Regions from separate parts of the Zea mays genome. Here region 1 is linked to region 2. A link is a contact called in public Hi-C data. All regions are on one chromosome and are shown on one strand. Each heading gives the region's core, a stretch centred on a gene start, on an enhancer-like site or on the middle of the called end of the contact. The rest is flanking DNA. Distances are from core to core; before and after follow the strand shown. Region 1 holds the start of LOC103632986. Region 2 holds the start of LOC100193699 (60S ribosomal protein L32-like).

Region 1 (5,178 bases), core at 766-3,265, 180 kb before region 2:
TAAGCTACAGCTGCACAGAACACATGAAAGCACAGACAGAAAACATGGAGACAGACTTATGCAATTCATAAAAAACAATGTACTATAGCGAAAAAGGAGTTAGAACCTCAATTAGTTGAAGAGGACGTCAAATAATCAAATTATTTTATCAAGCTGCATAATAAGTAAAGGTTTCGTTAGTTGCATGCAACAGTTGGTCATGTAAGGAAAGACTACTCAAAATTGAAGGGTGAGATGTCCAATTCTTAGACAGAGGAACTAACACCAATTTGAAGTAATCAATATGGAAGGAACAAGGGGTTGTGTTGGGGAATTGAACGGCACTGGTACTTAGTTCTTATACTAGGAACATTAACATGGATATCTCTACCAGCAACATTGAACAAAAAACATTCAATCCACATGACTGCAAATCAATTCGCAAAAGAGAAAATGGTGGAGTCACAAACATGAGTAAACGAGGATGAGGAATATGCAAATGACACTCAAGTCTCAATGTTGTTTCCTTTGTACCATAGTAAGGAAGCATCAATTTTTTAATTCATAAGCACATATCAGTTAGCAATACGTGATTGAGGACAAGTTCAGATCTATGTGTACCACAATATCAAACTTGGTTCTTGTACATAAACAATTGTCGCATCAGATGTCGGACATAACCGCAACCCTAACCAGTCAAAGTAGGCGATGAACACATAAATCGTAGCGCAGAAACAAGGTAAAGTACAAGTAAACCCTAGTGGTAACCCTAGGTACGGTTTGGAAGGAACCCGGATCAATCCGAGGTGTACACGAAGGCGATGCGACGAAGCGTACCTTGGACCTTGTACCTCGAAAGACGCAGATCGACTGAGCGTAGATCTGTCGGCGAATGGATGACCTCCCTTCGACCTCGACCCCAACCCAAACGTTCCGGCGGACAGCGACGAACGACGCCGGCGTCTTCGCACGGATCGGCCGGGTCGCCGGTCCGCGAAGGTTGACGGCGGAGTCGCGTGGACGAGCCCCACTGCTGCTCGTCGGCCGGAGGAAGACAAACGCTTCGCGGGCGACGGCGGATCGACGCGTACCTTCTCCGGCGGCGGTTCGGTCGCCCGCGGATCGCCTCGGGCGTCGTCCTCGGAGTATTCCGAGCGCGCGCTCTTGTCTGGGAAGGAAGCGGCTGCGAGAAACTTCTCCGCCGTAGCGTCGCCATCCATTTAGCGGGAGAGAGAAGAAATCGGGAGGGAAGAGGAGGAGGAACGCGATGAAGGGGATAGAGGGGTACTGTAGCCCCTATCCCAGCAACAGTAATAGGGGAGGGGGCGCGTGGGGGCATGCGTTGAAGACAGTCTAAGAAACACGACGAAGCATAAGGACAGAGGGCCTATTTGATTCAGTTTTTATATAGCTGTGGAGAGAACCTGAATTTCGTGGAGAATACATATAGATAAAGATAAAATAGTTTACAGAATTTAGGATGAAAAAGTGATGGTTTTATACTATCACATTGACTTGTCCGATTCTATGTTTACATTAATTTTAACCGTTTTTTACTAAAGTAAAAAACTAGATGTTTAAAAGCTAAACAAACGGAGACAAATAGTGCCATAACCCACGCCCACGCCCACGCCCACGCCCAGTGCCCAAAAAGGCACAAAGCAGGCCCCAAGAGGCCAAGACTTGTCGCTTTCAAGTTGTTCGTCTCCACGGGCGTGACGGGCTCGGTTCCTCCTGTCCTCACCCGCAACCTCAGCCGTCCATCACGCACCCACGGCCAGATCCAGCGAAGTTTGGTACTGGACCTGCACGACCTCACTTCCAGGTGGGACCACACCTGTCCCTTCCCTCCAAGTCCCTCCACAGACCACCACCAGATCCAGTGCCCAGAAAAAACCAATGGGCCAAGGGAATTTCCTATTTCCCTCTCCGCCCCGGCGCGCACATGGCCCGCATTGATGGATCCACTTGGGCGTCCCACACTCACCGACGTCTGGGACCTACCTACCACGGCTCCACCCGTCATAGTCACGCGCAGGTGGCTTGTTAAAGCCGACAAAGCCCTGCCCTTCCCTCCCCCACGCCGCCCGCAACTCACATTTCCCAAACCCAAACCCAAACCCAAGCCCCCCCATTCAAAACGGAGCAGCGGTAGCCTTCATCGCCGATCGCCGTTACATCATCGCCGCCGCGGCTGGCCTCATCCATTGTCGGAACGGAGCCCGGGCCATGGAGACCAACGAGAAGCGGCACGGCTGGAAGGAGGCGGCGGCGCTCAGCGGGGGCCACCTCTGCCACGTCTGCGGGTACCAGTACCCAAACCCGAACCCCAGCGCCAAGCTCCGCCGTTCCCACCGCAAGCACTGCGGCAAGGCGCTGCCGGAGGCTGCGGAGGAGGCAGTGGTGGCGGAGGTTGACGAAGCCGTTGTGGGGGTCGGGGTTTGCGTGGGTGAGCGGGAGGACGTCGCCGGCAACCGCAATGCGGCCGGGCGGACGGTGCTCGGTACGTCCGCTGCTTTAGCTGGTGATTCTCGCTTGATTTTATCTGTCCGTTCATTGCTTCTGATGGGATGGCCCTGCGTGTTCGTTCCCTTGCAGGTGAGGAAGGAGGACGGCAGCGAGAGGAGATTGGCACGGGCGAGGCCAATGGAGGAGGCGCGGCGCTGCGCGGATCTGCGGGAGAAGTTGACAGTTCTGTTGAGGACAAGGTGATTGCAGCAGGTAATCGCTCGCTGCTGTTGTTTGCCTCATTTGCGTCCTGCGTTTTGGGATGTCACAAAATCGAAAGTGGGGTTAAGTTCAGAGGATGTTACATAAATCGATTTGCATAGATTGAGTGTGGCATCTTGCGCTTTTTTGTTGTTTTCCCGTACTGCATTTTTGCGATACTTTTGAAAAGGGAAACGCCGCAAAAGGTTGCATTTCCCTCCTGTTCGCCGGTTGAAGAGGGAGGGGCGCAAAAGTCACATGGGCATAGTGAGATGGTGGTACTCGTGTGGGCGCCTGGAATAAAAGCCTGCGTGGCTCTTGGGTCGCATTAGCTCAAAGGCAAAGCGTGGCTACTTTCTCGTTTTCCTTGGAGTTGGGGCGATACTTTTGTGATAACGATGTAGTACAGCAGTTGGAGTATGTTGTATTTGTAGCTTCGGGCTCGTATTTGTAGCTTCGGCTCTATTGGCTATTGGCAGAGCTCCGCTCCATGATTCTCTAAAGCTGAGAGTTAATTTTTCAATGGAATGATTATGAATGATTCTCTAGTAGAAATGAATCTATGTGACGAAAACTGTTTGACAAATATTGTGTGAAGTGATTCTTGAGGGGTTGGAGAGTGAGGGACAGATTAGGAGGAGTGCCGGGAAGCAGGTTTTTTTTGCTCTCACTCTCTAGTACAAATGAAGACTAATTCACCCCGCTCAGACCATGGAGCAGTTCACTTTTTTACCGTTTAACTACGTGTGAGTGATTATCGCTGTGAGTGGAGCAATGACAGCTCTGCCAAACGCCACCGTCCTAACTGTAGATCTGAACTTAGCTAGTACTAGTATGTTATTACTAATATGTCAGTAGTAATTTCATACTCCAGAAGCCGAGATCCATGTGTATCCGTCGTCTCGAAACTCTCTCCTTGCTTCATGGAAACCTGTTCCCTTGATACTGAGAATTCGTTCCTTGTCTGTGGACCTGTACATACATTGGATTCGTTCTCTAGTCTGCCATGATGAATTTGTTGGTTTCTTGGTAAAACATCTTTTTCTTTAAAAGTCCAACATATTTGTATAGGTGGGTAGGATTTCTTTGAGCGTGTCGTTTAAGACTTGTTTTCTTGGGTCTGCTAGTTTGTCGTGGCCCTCCACCACATGTTGTCTTAGTCACATGGGCGTCTATTTATTTGCAAAACAGCATGTCTCGTCACATGTTTTTTATTTATATGTCATCTTCTTTCATGTACTTGAACAGATCCCGTCATTTGGGGCGTTGACATCGTCTGTCACAATTTACTGTTTTCCTAATTGTTATGACTTAGAGACTTGTCTGTCCGTTATTATTAATCAATTGTGAAGTCGCTGCATTGGTAGGTAATGTAAGTTCAGATTATTATACTGCTGCGATTGTGAGAATTGAGGAGCAAGCTACTGTTTGTGCCCCCTTTAGGCTTTAGCCCTCTAGATTTTTAACTTGGCTCTTAAGGAAGTGTATGCATTGTCTACTTTCAGACATTATTATATTAACTAATGCCATGATGTATTTGTTGTCGGGTATCAGTATTATTAACTGTTAACATGTTACTTGCATGATTTATTGGTCCTCACTTATTTTACTGCATAGAAGATATTTTTCGCGTGCCTCATTGTTCAGTGTCATTACGATTTTAGTGTGTGGACTACTGTTATAACCTTTTGTGAACAATTAATGAGCTAGCGATTTCATTCTTAATTCATTTTTTCTGTGCCTCAGAATCCCTTTCTTTCGCACTTGTTCCTTGTATTTCTTTTCAAATGCCTCATAATATTGATATTCACTAAAATTTCATTGGACCTATGGTTGTAAAGTTATTAGTTTGTTTGCATCTAACTTGTTTTTGGATATTTGTGTGTGTCAGCAGCATTTCATTCAAAGAATATCAGATCGTCTTACCTTTTTATTCAAGTTACATAGAGTCTATGTTGATTTGTATCTCTATTGTTTTGTTAGAACAATTTTCTCCTACCTGTATTGGAGCTCAAGTCACTGCCACCGAATTAAGTGAAAACCACCTGATTAATTGTGGCAGCAGTGAAAATGTTTTTCTTGAAGATACTGTACCTCAAATGGATGCCAGTGAATTAAGTGAAAACGGCCTTGTTGACTGCACCAGCAATTCTATTGAAATTGTAAACGAAAGCAGTGGGACTGAATTACTGATTGCTTTGACTAATGGAAGTCAAAATATCGTGGAACGTCCAGCTGAGCGAGAAGACAGCATTGATGAATACCAGGATGCATCTCCGTTTCTTCATCCATCAGATTCTGAAGATGGCGCTGCACCAAGTTCTGCATTTTCTACAGAAATGAGTAATTTGAATGCTATTCCATCAGGGTCAAGTGTAACTACAGATGTAAATTCTCTAGGAACAAATGGATTACTCAAAGATCAAATTTCTGGGGAACCCAATATGACAGAAATATCTGCTGACTCTAAAGCTGGACGTAATTTGGAGG
Region 2 (5,371 bases), core at 1,950-4,449:
GGTCCGGTCATGATGCCAAGGCTTTCCCGCCTTGCTGCTCCTCTCGGAGGCGCGTCCACAGGTCACGGCGGCGGACGGGTGGGCGGGCGTACGGTGCGAGTGCAACCCGAGTCAGGGTCGGGTTTCCCAGCGCCGTCGCCCTCTCGTCTCGCCGCTCCGGTGGATGATGGAGCGCGTCGGCGTCGGCGTCGTTGGATCCCTCTCTTTGCGCGGCTGCGGATGGGTTGGAGCGACAGCGACCGAGGGCGATCGGATGGGTAAGGTCTTGTTCGTTTGTACCGGATTTGTGGGTCGGAACGATTCCTAGCCGGATTGCTTCTCTAATTTATATAAATTTTGATTTGTTGAAACGATTCCGGATGCAATCCGACACAAACGAACAAGGCCTAAGGAGTCAGGGGAGGGATCGGAGGACTGTAGCACGCAGGGCAGGCTGCCTACCTGGCCTGAGATCATCAGCGACGACGGATCAGGATCACTGCACGCTTGTGCAGTGCGCGATCTGCGGCCATGCGCGAAGCGGGCAAACGGGTGGCGGCGGTGGCCCTCGTCCCGATCCGACCGATCACCGGCTCCACCCGCTGCGCTCATGATGCCCCGCCCCCGCCCCGGGACACGAATGAATGCGTGATGGAGATCACAGCGTAGTTTTGTTCCGTCGTATGGTCCTGCCCGGCGGGCGGATCGGAGAGAACGGATTGAATGGGCGCTCTGCTCTGATCCGATTGTGTGTGTGCGCGCGCGCGCGCGCTGCGCACGGCACGGAGAATAGAGCAGCTACCTCCTACCGCTCGCGCTCCACCGCCGAGAGCGAGAGGCAGCAGAGGATAACGTGCAATGATGACGAATGGAATGATTGCTGGAGACGGGCTTGGCCGGATTGCGGATTGCTTCTCCGTCCAGCCGATCGCGGGGTCTCCTTGACAGCAACTTCTGCGCGGAGGCCTGAGGTCTCCTCGGCGCCCGCAACGGAGGTGATTCAGGACACGAGGAATAGGATTGACCGCCGCCATCTACTAGGGGGCTTCTCCAGTTAGAAATTATCCCTGCATGGTCCCGGGCTCTCCTCCTTGCATGGTCCCGCCGCGTCCTGTGGCTGTCGTCGAATGTGGTCTGGGGAGACTACGTGGCCACGCTCGTCGTCGAGCGATGTGCGGGCCGCAGGCGGCCGGCCGGCGACCAGGCGTAGGATACAGCGGCCGACACACCGTGGCGAAATTGCAAAGGCGACCCCGCGCGTGGTATGGGTACATGGAAACGAGCCTAGCCATCCCGTCTCTGGGCCTTAAATGGGCTCGCGTCGTTAGGCCCGTCACGGTGCAAAAAATGTTGGGTTCAGTCTCCAACCTTGTATTCATTACTAGGACGAGCTCTGAACCTCAGAAAATGCATGCAGATTGAGACTCAAAGGTTCATTATCATTACTTGCAAGGCTCCACACTGCATGGAGTCCGGTCAAAACTAGATGGCACTCCCCATAACTCTTTTCACTCATAGCATAATTTTGTCGATATGAAAAGTCTATCATAAGCATAGAAATGGTACAGAAGAACATCAATCTCAGTAACATCTTCAACACCAGCAGAGCACAATCAAAACTACTCAACATTTCACTCGTCCTCTTGGCTGCGGAGCCTGGCGAGCTTGTTGGTGACCACGATGTCCAGTTGCGCAGCACGCTCCACAATCTCCTTGCGCTTGCGGGTGGACACGTTGTGGGCGATCTCAGCGCAGTAAGTCCTGCTTTGCAGAAAATTGGGTGTAAGAAGAGAGGCTTTTGGAACGTCAAAATACATAAGCATGTTAACAGCTCAAAGAGTAACAGATCACAAAGTAGGAAGGCATATTTTAGGCTAACAGAAATGGCAATCCCAATGGTTCGCTGCTACGACTGAGGGCACCATGCAATTTCTGCTAAATTACTCGTATCACTAGGAGTTAGTATTGTTCAGTTCAGGTGTAAGCTACATTGTATCCAAGCATTGTAGCTAATAAGTTTGCTGCAAGAGTCGCAACATCAAAAGGTGAAACAGAAGGGAAAAAATCACCTGTTGTGCATCAGCAGCAGCTCCAGCTCGGAGACATTGTGAACAACAAACTTTTTGAACTTGTTGGGAAGGTAGTGCCTGGTCTTCTTGTCGGAGCCATATCCAATGTTGGGCATCAAGGTGCATCCCTTGAACTTACGCCTGACGCGGGAGTCGATACCCTTGGGCCTGCGCCAGCTTGGCTACAGAAAACATTGTCAGCAAGATTAGTTTCAACAGACAGAAATGCTAGTGCAGATGACTCAAATATACAGTGCCAATGCATTGGAAAGATGTGCCCATCTTTTTATAGGATATCTACTTACACCTAGTGATAGAAGTAATATCTGAGACTCAATTCATGGCTCTCCACAGGAAATAAAATGGAAGGAAAATTCTGGCAGGTTTAGGTATGGTATGGCAAATTCTGGATCCATACAGTTACCAGCATGGCTAGAAGCAACGAGCATTTTGCTAAACTGGTACAGTATTGTGCAAGGGACATTTCGAGCTGCAAACATGGTCAGAACTCAGAAGTAATATGCATTTTCTAAACTTACAGAATCAGTGGCATTACATCAGCATAAACTAATCAATTTCCACAAACAGAAGGGATTTGATCTCTAAGCAGGCATTATGCTAATGAGCTAATCCAGTACTTGTCAAGCAAAGCTTGCATTTCAGGCCGCTGGAGCAAAGATTTCTATCTAAATCGGACACAGGCCAACGAGCTGCTAGTCCAAACTGAAATCGTGCAAAAGGTATTCAAATTGGTGCACATGTGGCCATTCTTTCGGTGAACCTAATGGAGTGCCAGTCGACCAACAAGGAACCAACGAAGGCCTTACCAAATGCTCGCTTGGCACGCACAAGCACAACAAGGGTCAAGGCAACGGGTGGTGTTTTTCCTACCTTAAGGCACTTGTAGCGATCAAGATGGGGCCTCTTGAACTGCTTGACCCTCTTCTTCACGATCTTCTGCGTCAGCAGCGGCACCGCCATCTGCACTAGCAAAGGTCACGCAAAGCAATTAAACACCAGGTGGACGGACCAAACCACAAATCCGGTAGCACGAGAGCAAGGAATTCGAGAACATCGTGGTCGGGGTCGCGCCGCCTGTGGCTGTACCTTTGCGAACCTTCGGTGATGCGGCGGTGCTGGCGAGATAGGCGGTAAGCAGCGGCGGCGGAGTGGGAGAGGACAGGAGATGGTCTTATGGCGCCGGAGAGAACCCTAGGGTTGGTGGGCTCGGGAGGCCTAGTGGGCCGTAGCCCATCGAAGCGAGGTGATGCCGCGCCACGCGAGTGACCTTAAATGGGCCGCAGCGTATCTGTCCAGTTCAATAAAACCTTTTTTTCTTCTATTTCTACATGGTTCAAACGGGCCGGACGCGAACCCGGTACTGTAGTGGGCCGCGTGGCTTGGGACTGCGCATTCGTCATTTCGGGCTCGGCACACCCCCCAACCCCACTGCCTCTCACAGAAGCGGCGGCGGCGGTGCCGGTGTTGCAGAGAGCCAATTGGATCATGAGCAGGTGGCTTTCCATCGAATGACGCGCGGGCGCAGATCTTCAAAGCATAGGGAGCGGTTTTTGAATCAAATTGCGTAGTGTGGGTGCAGCTAGTTTAAAATTTAACCCAGGTCAGTTCAAGCGTACTCCAGGGAGCGATGAACTCGATAACTACGCCACAATCATAGGAGGATCTGAACTCTGATGTGACACCGGGGCATCGATCGATCACGTGCGGTGCACACACCTGTTTACCAGCTCCCGCACGGGACGGAACCGGCAAGGCGGCAACAACACAAGTTTAAGCAACATCAATGCTTCGTCTCGTATCAACCAAAACGGTTCAGATTTAGGTACTGTTTGGTTTGTTTAGTGCATGGACTAAATTTTAATTGGAGGATTAAAGTTTGGTTTTAGGGACTAAAAATATTTTGAACACATTAAATGACTCATAAGAAGACCAAAATGCTTCTTAACGTTCTCCCGCCATAATGCAAGGGATGAAAACGGGACGGATACAGCCGGATACAGGGTCATCCCGTATCCTACCCTAATGTATTTATCTCGGATACGGGACCGGATACGGGTAGTTAAGATTCGGGACGGATACAGGACGGGACCGGGTAATAATACGGGCGGATAAGAAACGGATAACGGATACTAATCAGGTAGGTACCGGATAGTTGTCGGGTAGTTCGTTCCGATGGCATTAATTGCCCAACCATCCAACAAACACATAAATTAAGCAATAAATAATCATATATATGATAGATCAAATATAGAAAAGTAAACCGATAATAATCACAAGGTCATCAAAGAACCAACACAATTAAAAAACGATAGTGTATCTCCTCTTATAAGCATAACTAGTGTAATATCTGTGCTTTGCAACGACATACAAATTGTTTGTTAAATTTTTAGTGCACAACGATTCAACGAAGCATAACACACAAGTCGATTACCAAATAATGTTATCTTCAGAATCATAAGACTTCAATAATCATATGTACCTTGCATTCATAGATTCACATTTCTAATGTCCATCACTAAGCGAAGATTAAATCACAAATAAAGAGAGCAATTTCCCCTAGAAAAAACCAGAACGTACTAAATTAATGTTATGCTACTAAAAATTAAATAATACGCTTCCCACATATGGTCAAAAGTGCTTTGAGAGGGCAAGATGAAGGGTGACCAGATGAATGCAACACCTTTTAAATTCACAAGTAAAGAGTAGAACACGAGCAGAACACCTTTTAAATTCACAAGTAATGGACCAGGGCAGTTTGGCGCTTGCCAATTTGGCTGTTGGGCCAGCAGGACGCATGCAGACGTGCGTGGCGGAACGCCGCGGAAGACGCCCAGACGAGCAGACATTAAATGAACGGCATCCTGTAGCCACCGGGTACCCGACCGTGAGATACCCGTATCCGACCCGAGAAATACGGGTATTTACCGGGTATTGGTGATTCTGTATCCTACCCGTATCCGGTGATTATTATTCGGGTAGTACCCGTATCCGTCCCGACAACAAAATTATCCGTATCCGTATCCGAAAATTTGTCCCGTTTTCATACCCGTATCCGGTACCCGTCTCGGGTACCCGTCCCGTTTTCATCCCTAAATGCAACTAAAAAAATTAAGGGCAAAGTGTAGAATTAATATGCTTTAGTCCCTTTTAGTCACCATTTGAGGGGATAGAGAATAAATCGGTTTAGTCTCGCTTTTAGTTCCGTTGTTTATCAATTTAGGGACTATATGTGAATCTTTAGTCTCTAAAACCAAATGGCGCCTTATTACCTAGATCGCGTAGCATATGGATGAAATGTCAAA

Evidence for each region. Hi-C and Micro-C count contacts between places; a contact is called where the count stands out from the background.
Region 1: a contact with region 2 is called in a Hi-C map of leaf, with 6 times the contacts expected there. The contact joins the promoter of LOC103632986 here to the promoter of LOC100193699 in region 2. A contact is called at or near these places in 3 of 25 Hi-C or Micro-C datasets (bundle sheath, ear and leaf).

Annotation. Positions count from the first base shown.
Region 1 is chr7:141,952,259-141,957,436 of Zm-B73-REFERENCE-NAM-5.0, reverse strand. LOC103632986 reads left to right here and starts at 2,015. Exons shown (of 4, transcript XM_008654688.3): 1 at 2,015-2,482; 2 at 2,578-2,700; 3 at 4,672-5,178. The coding sequence starts at 2,209.
Region 2 is chr7:141,771,704-141,777,074 of Zm-B73-REFERENCE-NAM-5.0, reverse strand. LOC100193699 (60S ribosomal protein L32-like) reads right to left here and starts at 3,199. Exons shown (of 4, transcript NM_001138791.1): 1 at 3,156-3,199; 2 at 2,940-3,029; 3 at 2,049-2,230; 4 at 1,400-1,740. The coding sequence starts at 3,029. The coding sequence ends at 1,611.